Linked DNA regions of Sus scrofa: regions 1 and 2 are each linked to region 3. The links are chromatin contacts, called in public Hi-C and HiChIP or PLAC-seq maps. All regions are on one chromosome and are shown on one strand. The core of a region is the stretch at or near the end of the contact, and the rest is flanking DNA. Distances in the headings are between cores, read along the strand shown.

Region 1 (4,085 bases), core at 899-3,398, 170 kb before region 3:
GCAGGGCACCAGTTTGCCATTCCTGGGCCGTGATATGCAGCTTCCATAGGGAGTGGGCAAGAGAAGGTGAGACGGGGCAGAAACACCCACTTGCCTGACGGAAACATTTGGCTCTTTCTTCCCAGCCACGGGACCACAGCCCCACCATGCTCGAAGCACAGCTCTGCACTCAGCGGTCAGGGAAATCCTGCGTGCAAGCCGCCAGCCCATCGAAGCCACAGGTGCCCCAGCTCTCCGAAGCACAGCGGTTCCCAGCCCAGCTGGAAAGGGCTTCAAAGACTATCAAGCCCAACCCCTCCACCTCCCCAGGGAGAAGACAGACCCAGAGAGGAGGTCTGAGTTGTCTGAGCACTCTGGCTAAATCAGTGGCAGAGCGAGGGAGCCCCACTGACAGCGCAGGCCTCCGTCTCTGTCCAGCGCCAGTTTCGCTGCCTGGAGCGACCTCAGCCGCTACATCGCTCCTCCCAAACTGCTAACTTTGCTCGTCCCTCCTTCTGCCAACTCTCCGCTGTTGCAGCTGCCACCAACCTCATGCCGGCAGCCCACCACCAGAATGGAAAGGAAAGATGGCCAGTGCCTCTCCACTTCACGTTCTGCTCTCACTCATTCAACTTCCCTCCCTCTATCTCCTTGCTCCAAATGAAGTACTCCTTCCTGGGGCTGATAAGGACTCAAAAGCACATCATTCATTCATTCAATTCGTGCTACACACCAAGGAACTGAGCCAGGTCCTGAGATTACATAGATAAATGGTTCCTGACCTCAACGAGTACTCTTTAGTAGGGGAACCCAAATCATGGGTTTCTCATTAAACTCCCAAACATTTCTGGTTACCATCCCCAAAATGAAGGTACCCCAAAAAGATCTGAGGAAATAAACATCCCACTCCATCAGGGCAGCATAAAACCACCCCATCGCTCCAAATTTTCTTTCCACATCCATCAGTCTCCACATCACTCAGGCACTGATGCGACCTCGAAATACACCTGAGACTTCAGGCACAAGAAACTTCTAGAGATAAAGCTAGAAGCTACATCAAATGCTAACACGAGAGATGAGAGTGCTAGCTTTCTGCAAAACCCAGTTACTCTCCTACAAACTGTCGGCCCCCTCCAGCACAGAGGCCCAGACCCAGCTTCCAAGAACAGCTACACTCCTACTCACAGCCCCACAGCTATTCACGGACCAAGAGGATCAGAATGGGGAGAATGGGCTTATCTGTCTTTAGCAAGACTCCTCTGAATACAGCACCCTCACGGAATGGACAGGGCAGCCGAGCAAGAGCCAGCTTACCTCCTTGAGAAGCCCCACTTTTTTCTTCAGCACCTCACACTTGCGCAGTTTGCAGATCTGGTGTGTGCGGCGGTTGGTACAGCTGGTGCAAGCCCCACAATTTTCCAGCCGCCGGCAGGGCTCACAAGTACCACACCGTTTCCGTTTCTTCCGCCCATCTCCACCCCCTCGGAGTTGGGATTCACTCCCGGCCATTGGGAGCCCAGGCCCCTGGAAGCCCCCTACCATCACCTGGCCCTGAGGGAAGTCATAAAGGCCTGGCAGGTCCGGCTGGACCGCCAGGGGCACCTGAAACTGACTCATGATGCTGCCAGAGGTGGGGGCATAGGTGCGGGGGCAGAGCCGCAGTCCAGCTTCCAGGCTGCAAAGGTGGCCAACAGGTCCTTCTCTCCTAAAGCAGTCGCGAGACTACAGGGTGAAGGCAAGTAGCTCCAGGCTGCGGAATGGGCGCCTCTTCTCAACCCTTCTTCACCTCCTCTGCAGCAATGTGATAGGACTCAGTTGGGGGCCGCTCTCCCACCTGCTGGGGCCCGGGATCTGGGGGAGGATACCAGCGGCAGTCCCCAAAGAAGGGATCATCTTGGCTGGGTGGGTTCTTCACCCTCACCCACCCTAGACCCAGGCATGAGGTGAGCAGGTGGCTGTGTGATGGGGGCAGGGCAGGGTGAGGAGCTTCTCCTCCAGTATATCTTTCTCCCGGGTCAGGATGATGGAGAAGGCAGCGCTGCCTGAAAGAGAGACAGAAAGGGGAAGCGCATCACTCAGGGCTCGGGCCCGGGGACAACTTTCACATGTTACCTCTTCCTGCTTCTGGGAAAGAGAAGATAGAGGAAGAGTAGAGGCTTGCTTGCCCTCATGAAGTTCTGCCCAGAACCTCTGGCAGGGCGCACTAGCACCCGCCGCCTGAAGGAGGAGGCCTGGGGCCTGACGGGGTGCGAGGGGAAACCTGGCCGGCGAATTTAAGGGGGTGGTCAAGGTGAGCTTTCTAAGGAAGTTGTCCTCTGCCCCACCCCCACGGGTTGGGCAGAGTTTCGCCAAAATTCCCACACACCCCTCACTGGAGGTCGCTGGGGCCTCCCGAAGGGAGCCCAGCTTTCAAAATAAAGTTTGCGGAGAGCTTCACTCGGAAGAGCTGCCCGGGAGCCCCCGACACGCAAGCGGCCTGGAGGGGGGCGCGCCCGGGGTAGCCCGCGCCGGCCGCCCCGCCGCGCCCCTCTGCCCGCCGGCCGGACGGGGAGGGCGGCCCGCTCCGCCGAGGGGGCGCGGGGAGGGGGGCGCGCTCCGGCTTGGGCCCGGCCGCGCGCGCGCCGCCGCTCGGGCTCCTTTGTTCTGGGGCCTCCGCCGCTCAGCTCCGGCGGCTCCGCAGCCCCCGCCCCGCCCCGCCGCCTCCGCCCGGCTAGGCTACACTGTGACCCGCAGCACCCCCGCCCCGTCCCCCGCAACAAAGTAGCGGCCCCCCCGGGCGGCCCCCGGGCCATCCCCTCCCCCCGGGGCCGGGCCCCCTACGCCTCCCCTCCCCCACCCCGGAGCCGGAAAGGCACCGACTGCACCGACCTGCCCGCCGCCTCCGGGGCGGAGCGCACAAAGGGGCAAAGTTTCCCGGCCCGCACCGCCGCCACCACCGTCGCGGCCGCCGCCGCCGCCTGGGGCGCCCGCCTCCTGGAGCGCCTGGCCCGGCCGAGCTCGGCGCACGGAGCCCCCCGCCCGGGCCGAGGAGGGGACGGCGCAGGAGGAAGGAAGAGGCAGCGGCGGCCGCGGCGGCAGCAGCAGCAGCAATGAAGGCGTCCGCGGGACTCCCCGCCCCCCGCGCGCCGCGGCACGTGCTCGCCCGGGGACTCCCCCGCCCGGGAGGGCGCGCACGTGCGGCCCCGCCGAGCCCCGCCGGCCCCGCCGCCGCCCCCTCCGCCGGGTTCGGGGCTACGCGAGGGGGGAGTTCCGCGGAGGGGGAGGGGACGGCGCGGGCGGCCCTCGAGCGGGTGGGGGCAGGGCCCGGCCCGATCGCCGCGCCTTTGCACCTGCAGTACCTCCCCTCCTCCGCGGTCAGTCTCCCGGGACCCGGCCGCCCTCCTCGGGCTGGCCGCCCCCGCCCTCCACCGCTTCTGCAGCCCTGGCGGGCGCGGCGGGCAGCGCGGGGTGGGGCACACGGACCTCCCAGCCTAGGCCCTCGGCGGAGCGGGCCTCGGTGTCCCCACTTCCTGCCACTCCCTGCGGACCGAGCAGTGTGGGACGGCCCCGTTGCCCCCAGGAGCCCTGAGCTCCGGCCCCGACTGACTCTCCTCTCCTGGCCGCCGCTCGCCCATTCCGAGGCAGGACAATGAGGGACATCGTGCGTCTGCGTACCGAGTCAGCCTGGCGGGCAAGGAGGGGATACCCGCGAGCAGAGGCCGCGGGCCAGCCGGGAGGCACCCTTGCGGGGGGTCACGGCCGAGCGCCCTACCCAGGCGGACCCAGGGGCCCTGCCATCGCGAGCCTCCCCCGCGCCGCGCTCGGCTCTTTCGCGTCGAAAACAAAGACTAATCCGATACCCCCGCCCTGCCTCCCAGAGGAGGGGGAACAGGCGCGTCGCGGAGGGTAACTGAGGAGGACGCGTACAGGAGGGGCTCGGACATGCTACGAGTGGGCCGTGGCGCAACCGAGCCCTGTAACCCGGCACAGACACTTTGAAAAGTCACCCTGGGCTCTTTTCCAGGCAGGAGGCAAGGGGCAAGACCTAAGAATATTTCCAAGTTGCCAAACTGCCCGTTCTCTCTGCTGCTTTTTTCCCTCACCTGTTGTGCAGGCCAAGTTGAAAT
Region 2 (3,748 bases), core at 571-3,070, 240 kb before region 3:
AGTGTCAGGATTCCTCACAAAACTGGTGGCCAAAACGATGGCCACTCCAGCTTCGAAAAGTGCAACACGTCTGCACACGGGCACACACAGGAGTGCATGTACAATACACACACTGTTTTAACTGTTTCATCTGTTTCATTCTTACCAACAGCGGACTAGACCAGGGTTCCCCTTTTCTCCACATCTCTGCCAACATTTGCTATTTGTAAGCGTCTTGATGATTCTCATGGACTCAGAGGTGCCCTGTCAATCAGGCTTAGATTTACAGATCGGGTCTCTGATCAAATGTTTTTCTTTTTCTTTCTTTTTTCCCCTCTTTTTAGGGCCACACCTGTGGCACATGGACGTTCCAGGGCTAGGGGTAGAACTGGAGCTGCAGCTGAGGTCTACGCCACAGTCACAACGACACAGGATCTGAGTTGCATCTGCGACCTATGCCACAGCTGGAAACACCAGATCCTTAACTCACTGAGCAGTGAGGCCAGGGATCAAAACCACATCCCTATGCACAACTATGTCAGGTTGTTAACCTGCTGAGCCACAACGGGAACTCCATCAAATGCTTTTCTGATGGGCTATTTTGAACATAAATTTTCCACATGGTACAGGATAATTACGAGTGTTTACAGTAGATCACTGTCCTCTATTCATCTTACCTTTTATTCATTCGAGGAATGTCATTACAGGCATTCAGTCCAAAACCATGTTCCCTGCTCTATTAGTGATAGTATTAGTTTAGCTACCCTGGTTAGACAAAATCTGCTCACTAAGTGCTTTCCACATATCGATGCAGTTTATCTTTATAACTCTCCTCCAATGGATGTGCCTTTATCATTCTCCATTTTGCAGACAGGAAAACTGAGTCACAGAGAAGTAAAGCCTTAACAAAGGACTCAGTAGTAAGTGGAAGGGCCAGGACCAGCCCTGGGACTAGCTCCAGGATCCATATGCTCTCAATCACCAAGCTATTTTACCGCTCTACACACTGGAACTCATAGAATTTAATACCCCCTGTGGACATTAACAGATTTTAAAGTCTCTATCTATACAAACAGCTGTTAAGTAAAAGCCCTATAGTCTTGAGTTTGGACTAGAAGTGTATATAAACTCAGGAGGTATTTAATCACTAAACAACAACAAAAATAAAAAAAAAAAAACAAAACCCTACATATATGTCTTGGCTCTTTCTACCGAAATGGCCTAGAAAACTAAGCATCCCCAGCACACAGACTCTGTTTTCTAAATACCTTTTTCCCAATAAAAAGTCAAGAAATCAAGAACTCCTAGGATCACGTCAAAAGGACTCAGGAGACAACCTGAACAGGGGCCCACCGCCCAGAGACAAGACATACATGCCTCCAAGCAGAGGTACAATGCACCGCGTAGGAAGTAGTTTTGAAAGATCAAGCCTTGAGACCGAACTACTAATTTATAGGACACAGGGCAGAAGAACCTGTTAAACGGCATCACAAGAAAGGTAGTAGTAAATTTTAGACCCTGGGAAACTCTGTAGGACAGACAACTGCTTAGTCTCTTTAGTCAAAAATGTTTCAAGAAAGAGAGCGAGGAAAGGGGGAAATGAGGATATGTGAAGGGCAGACCTACAGACAGAAAGAAACCCAGAGCACTGCGGTCAAAACCTCGCGTTCAGCTGCTCACCGTCTGTGTATCGGGGCTTCCTTTCCATAGGTTGTCTCGTCTGGTACAAGGCCATGAAAGTGACAGAGAGGTGCTTAAAATCCACGCCCTATTAACTGCTTGCCCACTTCTCCTCAGACCCCCGTACATTACTCACCGCTCCTCCATGAGTTCCCGGATGGAGGCTACCGTGGGGCCAGATCCCAGATGAGTGTAATACGGACCTTCATCTTTCTCCACTATTTGTTCTGCGGAAACACAGAGTAAACATTATTTGGGGACATCCATTCCTCACCATTAATTTAGAAAGGCACATCACCAACAGGAAAATTGATGGCACGTTACAAAACAGGAAATTCAAAGGGTTTATAAACATGTGCAAATGTGTTCAACCCGATTAAGAAATCAGAAAATACAAATTAAAATTACAATGAAACACTATTACACACAGACCAAACTGGCCAAATCTTTAAAATCTGGTTAGTTAAAACAATGTGTTGTCGAGACTCTGGTCTAACCACTTTGGAATTTAGTTTATCATTATACATATTCTAGAGCAGAGGTCGGCAAGCCCCTCCCCTCCTACGTACATATCCAAACAAACTGAAACAAGGATTCAAACAGCACCTGCACACACTGTTCACTGCAGTGTTAGTCACAAGAGCCCCAAGGCAAAAACAACAAGGTGTCCATCAGCAGAGGAACAAAATGGGGTATATTCGTACAAGGGAAAATTAGTGGACCATAAAGAGGATTTATTCTGATACATGTTATCACATGGATAAACCTAGAAAACCTTAGGCTAAGTGAAATGAGCCAGACACAAGAGGGCAAATATTGCAGGGGTCCACTTACACGAAGCCTCTAGAATAGGCAAATTCATAGAGATAAAATTCACAGAGGTCAGAGGTTACCAAGAGCTGGGAGTAGTGGGGAATGAGGGAGTTATTGCTCAATGGGTACAGAGTTTCTGTTTAGAGTGTGGAAACAGTTTTAGAAATAGATAGTGGTGCTGGTTGCACAATCGTGTGAGTGTAATTAACGCCACTAAACTGTACACTTAATAATGGTTAAAATGGCAAATTTATATTATGTATATTTTACCCCATTGTAAAGAACAGGAACAAAGTACTGATACAGGCTACAATGTGAATGAACCTTCAACACATTACTCTACATGAAAAAGGCAGGCAGGAAATACCACATACCACATGATTCCATTCATATGAACTATCCAGACAAGATCAATCCATAGAAACAGAAGGCAGAATGATGGTTGTCAGAGGCTGCGAGGAGGGCGGAATGGAGAGTTACTACTCAGTGGACACAGGGCTTTACTGTGGAGTGATCGAAGTGTTCCGGACCTAGACAGAGGTGACTATTTCACAACATTGCGAATGGACTAAATGCCACGGAAGTGTTCACTTTAAAATGATTAATTTGATGTTCTGTGAAGTTCATCGCAATTTAAGAAAAGGAACAAACGATTGACTCACACAGCAACGTGGATGAATTTTAAATGCATTTTTCTAAGTGAAAGAAACAAGACTCAAAAGATAATGCAATAGCAACTCTGGAAAACAGTATTTTGACTGGACACTCTAAGGCCATCAACCAAAAGAACTTTCCACAAACACTGAACACAACAGTTCATAAATTTGTTTCATGTCTAGGGACCACAAAAGAAAAAGGACATTAGTGGGAAACTGATGAAATCCAAACAGTCTATAGTTAATAGCACCGTACGAACATTAATGTCTTCGATTTCAATGTACTATAATTATGGAAGTTGTTTGTATTAGAGGATGCTGGGTACAGGGTATAAAGGAACCCTCTGTACCAACTCTGCAACTCTTGTATAAATGTAAAATTATTTCATAATAAAATGTTTTCAAATATAAAACAAAACCACAAAACTATACAGGACCCTACGTTGCTGATCCTGTCCTAGAGGAAATCTTAGTCACATGCATCAAAACATGTTCAAGGATTTTCACGGCAATGTTATTTGCAGTCGTCCACACTGGAAACAACCCATAATCCAGCAACAACTGCATGAATAAATACAACACAATAGGCTCAGATGGCAGCATATAGCCAGCAACGAGAA
Region 3 (3,581 bases), core at 525-3,024:
CCTCAAAAACTCCTAATCCCTGCACCATAATTAGGTGGTACAAAGAGTACAACATAATGAGCTACAAGGGGTTCAATTCTGCCCTTCCTGCTAAGTGTTCCCTGTGGTTAGGTGGCCTTGCCCTCAGCACCATAAAAAGAACAATAGCTTACATTTTTTCCCATTATTTCTCTTCTCAGCTCCCCATTTCTATCCACCCTTGACCTGGCAGAGAACACTCAATGAATTTTCATGATCCTAAACTGACTTCAAGTTGATCATTTTAACCTGAGAGTAACTGACGTTTCCCTATACTTTTTCATACTTGAGCAGAAGGTTAGTTAGGGGAAATGGCATAGGAATGAATGCTTATAATCCTAACTCTGCTCACGGAATCACTCTTCCAGTCAATCTACATCACATCATTTCAGGGCAAGGATTTTTGATCTAGAACGCAATTTATTGGAATCTATCTTCAAAGACTAAGCGCTCTTCGAATAACAAAAGGACACAAAGGTAACTTGAAAGAAAAAAAAAAAAACACAACACAACAAAACACCACCTGGGACTCATACTGCAGTAATCTACAATCTTTCTCTCTCTTTTTTTGGCCAGGCCCAGGGCATGCAAAAGTTCCTAGGCCAGGAAACGAACCTGTGCCACAGCAGTGACCCAAGCCACAACAGTGACAACACCAGATCCTTAAGCCACTGAGCCACCAAGGAACCCCTCTAGAATCTTTCTGGATATTGCTACTGCTAGAATCAGATTCTAACTTCCAACCTTACATACTGAATTACAGCACACCCTAACCAGCATGTTCTAGAATATACACAAGCTACCACAGGTTTTGAAATTCAAGACCCTGTGTCAAATGGCCCATTTTTTCCTTTGAATCTTAAACCTTACTCATTCCCCACAGAGATCTTTTGCTTCAGTCATGATTCATATCTGCCTAGAAACCTTTACATTTCAGTTTCATTTGTCTATACACTGTTGTTGTTTTCCACTCCAACCCCTCCCTAAGAGATAGTTTTCTCCAGGCCAATTCTATCTCTAAGTGACACTTTCTCCACCAAGCTGCTGCTTCTCATACACCCCCATAGTACAAAAGCTGTGGGGACTACCAGGGATGTAGAGGCATTCTGTCTCCTGTAAGGAGCCTTTTTAAGGGCTCAGAAAGCCACTAGCAAATCTAAAACCTCCCCCAGTTGTCTAATTAGTAAATTCAGGGCAAAGCCCATCAAAGCTATCTGAAACAGAGGAAGCTCGTTGCTCTTCCCTGTCTCTCTGTAGAGGATATTTTTGTCGCGAATGGAATCCACTCCCGAGACCAGCAGGTGGTGCCCAGTACTACAGAGCTGAGCAATACTCCAGAGAGGTGGTGCCGTAAAGGACCAAGGGGTAAACATGAGAAGGAAAAAGGAAGCAGCGGGAAGAGCGATGGGGGCGTATACAGCGGAGAGGGACCTCTTGACAACAGCATAAGGGCCCATGAGGTAGGCGGGGGCGCGCTGGGCCCGACTGGGCACCGGAGCCGTCAGGGAACTCGCGCGCAGAGGGCTGGGCAGGCGGTGCGGGGAGGAGTGGGCTGCAGGTCCCACACTCACGGCCGCCACTCCGCGTCACTGTCAGACCACGCTCAGCACCCAAGCCCCACCACATTCCCGGGACCCTTCCCCACCTGTCCCCGCGAATGACTCTCGGAGCTTCCGTAAACGTCACATCCGGCCCCCGCCCCGCCCCCTCCAACTGGGCTATCAGTTAAACTCCCAAGAACTTAGGACCCGGGGCAGTGTCTGGGGGCGGGGTTAGAGCTGTCACCTGCGGAAAAAAACCCACCAATGAGAAGAGAGCTGGGGGGAGGCCATTTTGGTAAAGGAAAATCAGCGCGGAAGGAGTGGGAAACAAATAAAGGACCCAGCTAACTTTTGTTTTTAGATTAATACGAACACCGTAAATGGACCGATGCATTCCCTCCGAGTGAAAAGCTACACGAGTTGTAATGCAACATATCTTAAACAAGCTTAGAAAGTATGGAATCAAATAAAATCTATTACATAAAGCATACATTTTTTGGAATTAGAGTCTGGTCACTCAGGTTTACCCCATGCCTTCACGTCCTTCATATTTGTGAGGTGTGTTAAATGCTTATGTCAATTCTGAAAGCTACCTTGTCCCAGTTCTTTGGAGAAAACTGTACAAACTCTATTAAAACTGATTGCAAGTTGACCCCTATCACTATCAGCCTGTCCATGCCCTATATCTTCTACTAGGTGTGTCTGAATGAATGTCATTGGAAAATCAGGAGATGAGCTGTGTTTTTACTTTTATTTTTATAGCTAAATACATATCCTCGGGTCTTCTCTGTGTGGAAATTTGCTCTCTGTGAATTTTCCTTCACTTATTTTTAGAAATTACTCAATTCTCAGCTCGATTTCACCTTAGTTTTGTTCATTGCCACATTCAGAAACTTAGTGTCCAGAGAAACCTTTGTGGCCAGAGAGGCCGCAGTGGACTCCTTGGCTGTTAAGGTCCATCTTGGCTGTTGGCAAGGTTTTCAGAGGAAGAGTAATTCGGTAGATGAGCAGTCATTCTAGCGGTTTCCACTAGTAGAATCTAAAAGTAAATTTCAGACTTCTCTTTTGGCGCCCTGGGTTAAGGATCCATCACTATCTCTCCAGAAGCTTGATTCGATCCCTGGCCCATGAACTTCCACATTCCATAGGCAGCGAAAGATAAGTTTTTAAAAGTAAATTTCATTTTGGGGGGAGGGAGTGGGATGGACTGGAAATTTGGGGTTAGTAGATGCAAACTATTGCATTTGGAGTGGATAAGCAATGAGATCCTGCTGTATAGCACAGGGAACTATATCTAATCACTTGTGATGGAATACGATGAAGGATAACGTGAGAAAAAGATGGTGTATATACGTGTGTGTATAGCTGGGTCACTTTGCTGTACAGTAGAAATTGATTGAACATTGTAAATCAACTATAATAGAAAAAATTAAAATCTTATCAAAAAAGTAAATTTCATTGTGTAAACTTTTTTTTTTTTTTTTTTTTTTTTTGTCTTTTTGCCTTTTCTAGGGCCGCTCCCGCGGCATATGGAGGTTCCCAGGCTAGGGGGTCTAATCGGAGCTGTAGCCACCGGCCTACGCCAGAACCACAGCAACGCGGGATCCGAGCCGCGTCTGCGACCCACACCACAGCTCACAGCAACGCCAGATCCTTAACCCACTGAGCAAGGCCAGGGATCGAACCTGCAACCTCATGGTTCCTAGTCAGATTCGTTAACCACTGCACCACGATGGGAACTCCTCATTGTATAAACTTTAACAACATTTTAGCCTCTACAGTTCTTTTTTGGGTACTGGTTAAATCATTTAAAAAATTATCATATGTTACAACAAAATTTACCCGTGAATTTAAAAAGCATATCTTCTATAACTATTTCTTTCTCAAAACAAATGTCTTTCAAAGCTTCATTAAGAAAAGACTTCTTAATGAATGGGGGTGCTCTGAAGGCAGAAGTAGAATGTGTACTAAAGAAAAATGTTCACATGGTTAATTATTTTTTTCTGTGAACTCATTGGAAAT

What was found. A called contact is a pair of places that touch in the nucleus more often than the background predicts. HiChIP or PLAC-seq counts read pairs in DNA pulled down with a chosen protein or histone mark.
Region 1: an H3K27ac HiChIP or PLAC-seq map of alveolar macrophages shows a contact between it and region 3. The contact joins the promoter of LOC102163719 here to the promoter of STAMBP in region 3. A contact is called at or near these places in 1 of 5 promoter capture datasets (liver), 2 of 47 Hi-C or Micro-C datasets (embryonic fibroblasts and liver) and 2 of 2 datasets of contacts at active chromatin or transcription factors (alveolar macrophages and skeletal muscle).
Region 2: a contact with region 3 is called in a Hi-C map of liver, with 4 times the contacts expected there. The contact joins the enhancer-like site here to the promoter of STAMBP in region 3. A contact is called at or near these places in 1 of 5 promoter capture datasets (liver), 5 of 47 Hi-C or Micro-C datasets (embryonic fibroblasts, fetal liver, fetal skeletal muscle and 2 more) and 2 of 2 datasets of contacts at active chromatin or transcription factors (alveolar macrophages and skeletal muscle).

What each region holds. Positions count from the first base shown.
Region 1 is chr3:69,017,917-69,022,001 of Sscrofa11.1, forward strand. It overlaps LOC102163719, which reads left to right and starts at 2,149. Exons shown (of 3, transcript XM_005662458.2): 1 at 2,149-2,225; 2 at 2,424-2,739; 3 at 2,831-4,085. The coding sequence starts at 2,149. The coding sequence ends at 3,547. It overlaps TET3 (methylcytosine dioxygenase TET3), which reads right to left and starts at 2,490. Exons shown (of 12, transcript XM_021087365.1): 1 at 1,294-2,490. The coding sequence starts at 1,596.
Region 2 is chr3:68,947,306-68,951,053 of Sscrofa11.1, forward strand. TET3 (methylcytosine dioxygenase TET3) reads right to left here. Exons shown (of 12, transcript XM_021087365.1): 4 at 1,796-1,886. Among named protein-coding and RNA genes, the nearest start is that of BOLA3, 66 kb to the left of the region's middle. Within about 2 kb of position 1,821, at least 9 of the 83 cell types and tissues checked have an H3K27ac peak or open chromatin away from gene starts, as enhancers often do. A contact at or near this core is called in alveolar macrophages, fetal liver and liver, where this site is marked.
Region 3 is chr3:69,186,482-69,190,062 of Sscrofa11.1, forward strand. STAMBP (STAM-binding protein) reads right to left here and starts at 1,775. Exons shown (of 10, transcript XM_003125008.4): 1 at 1,664-1,775.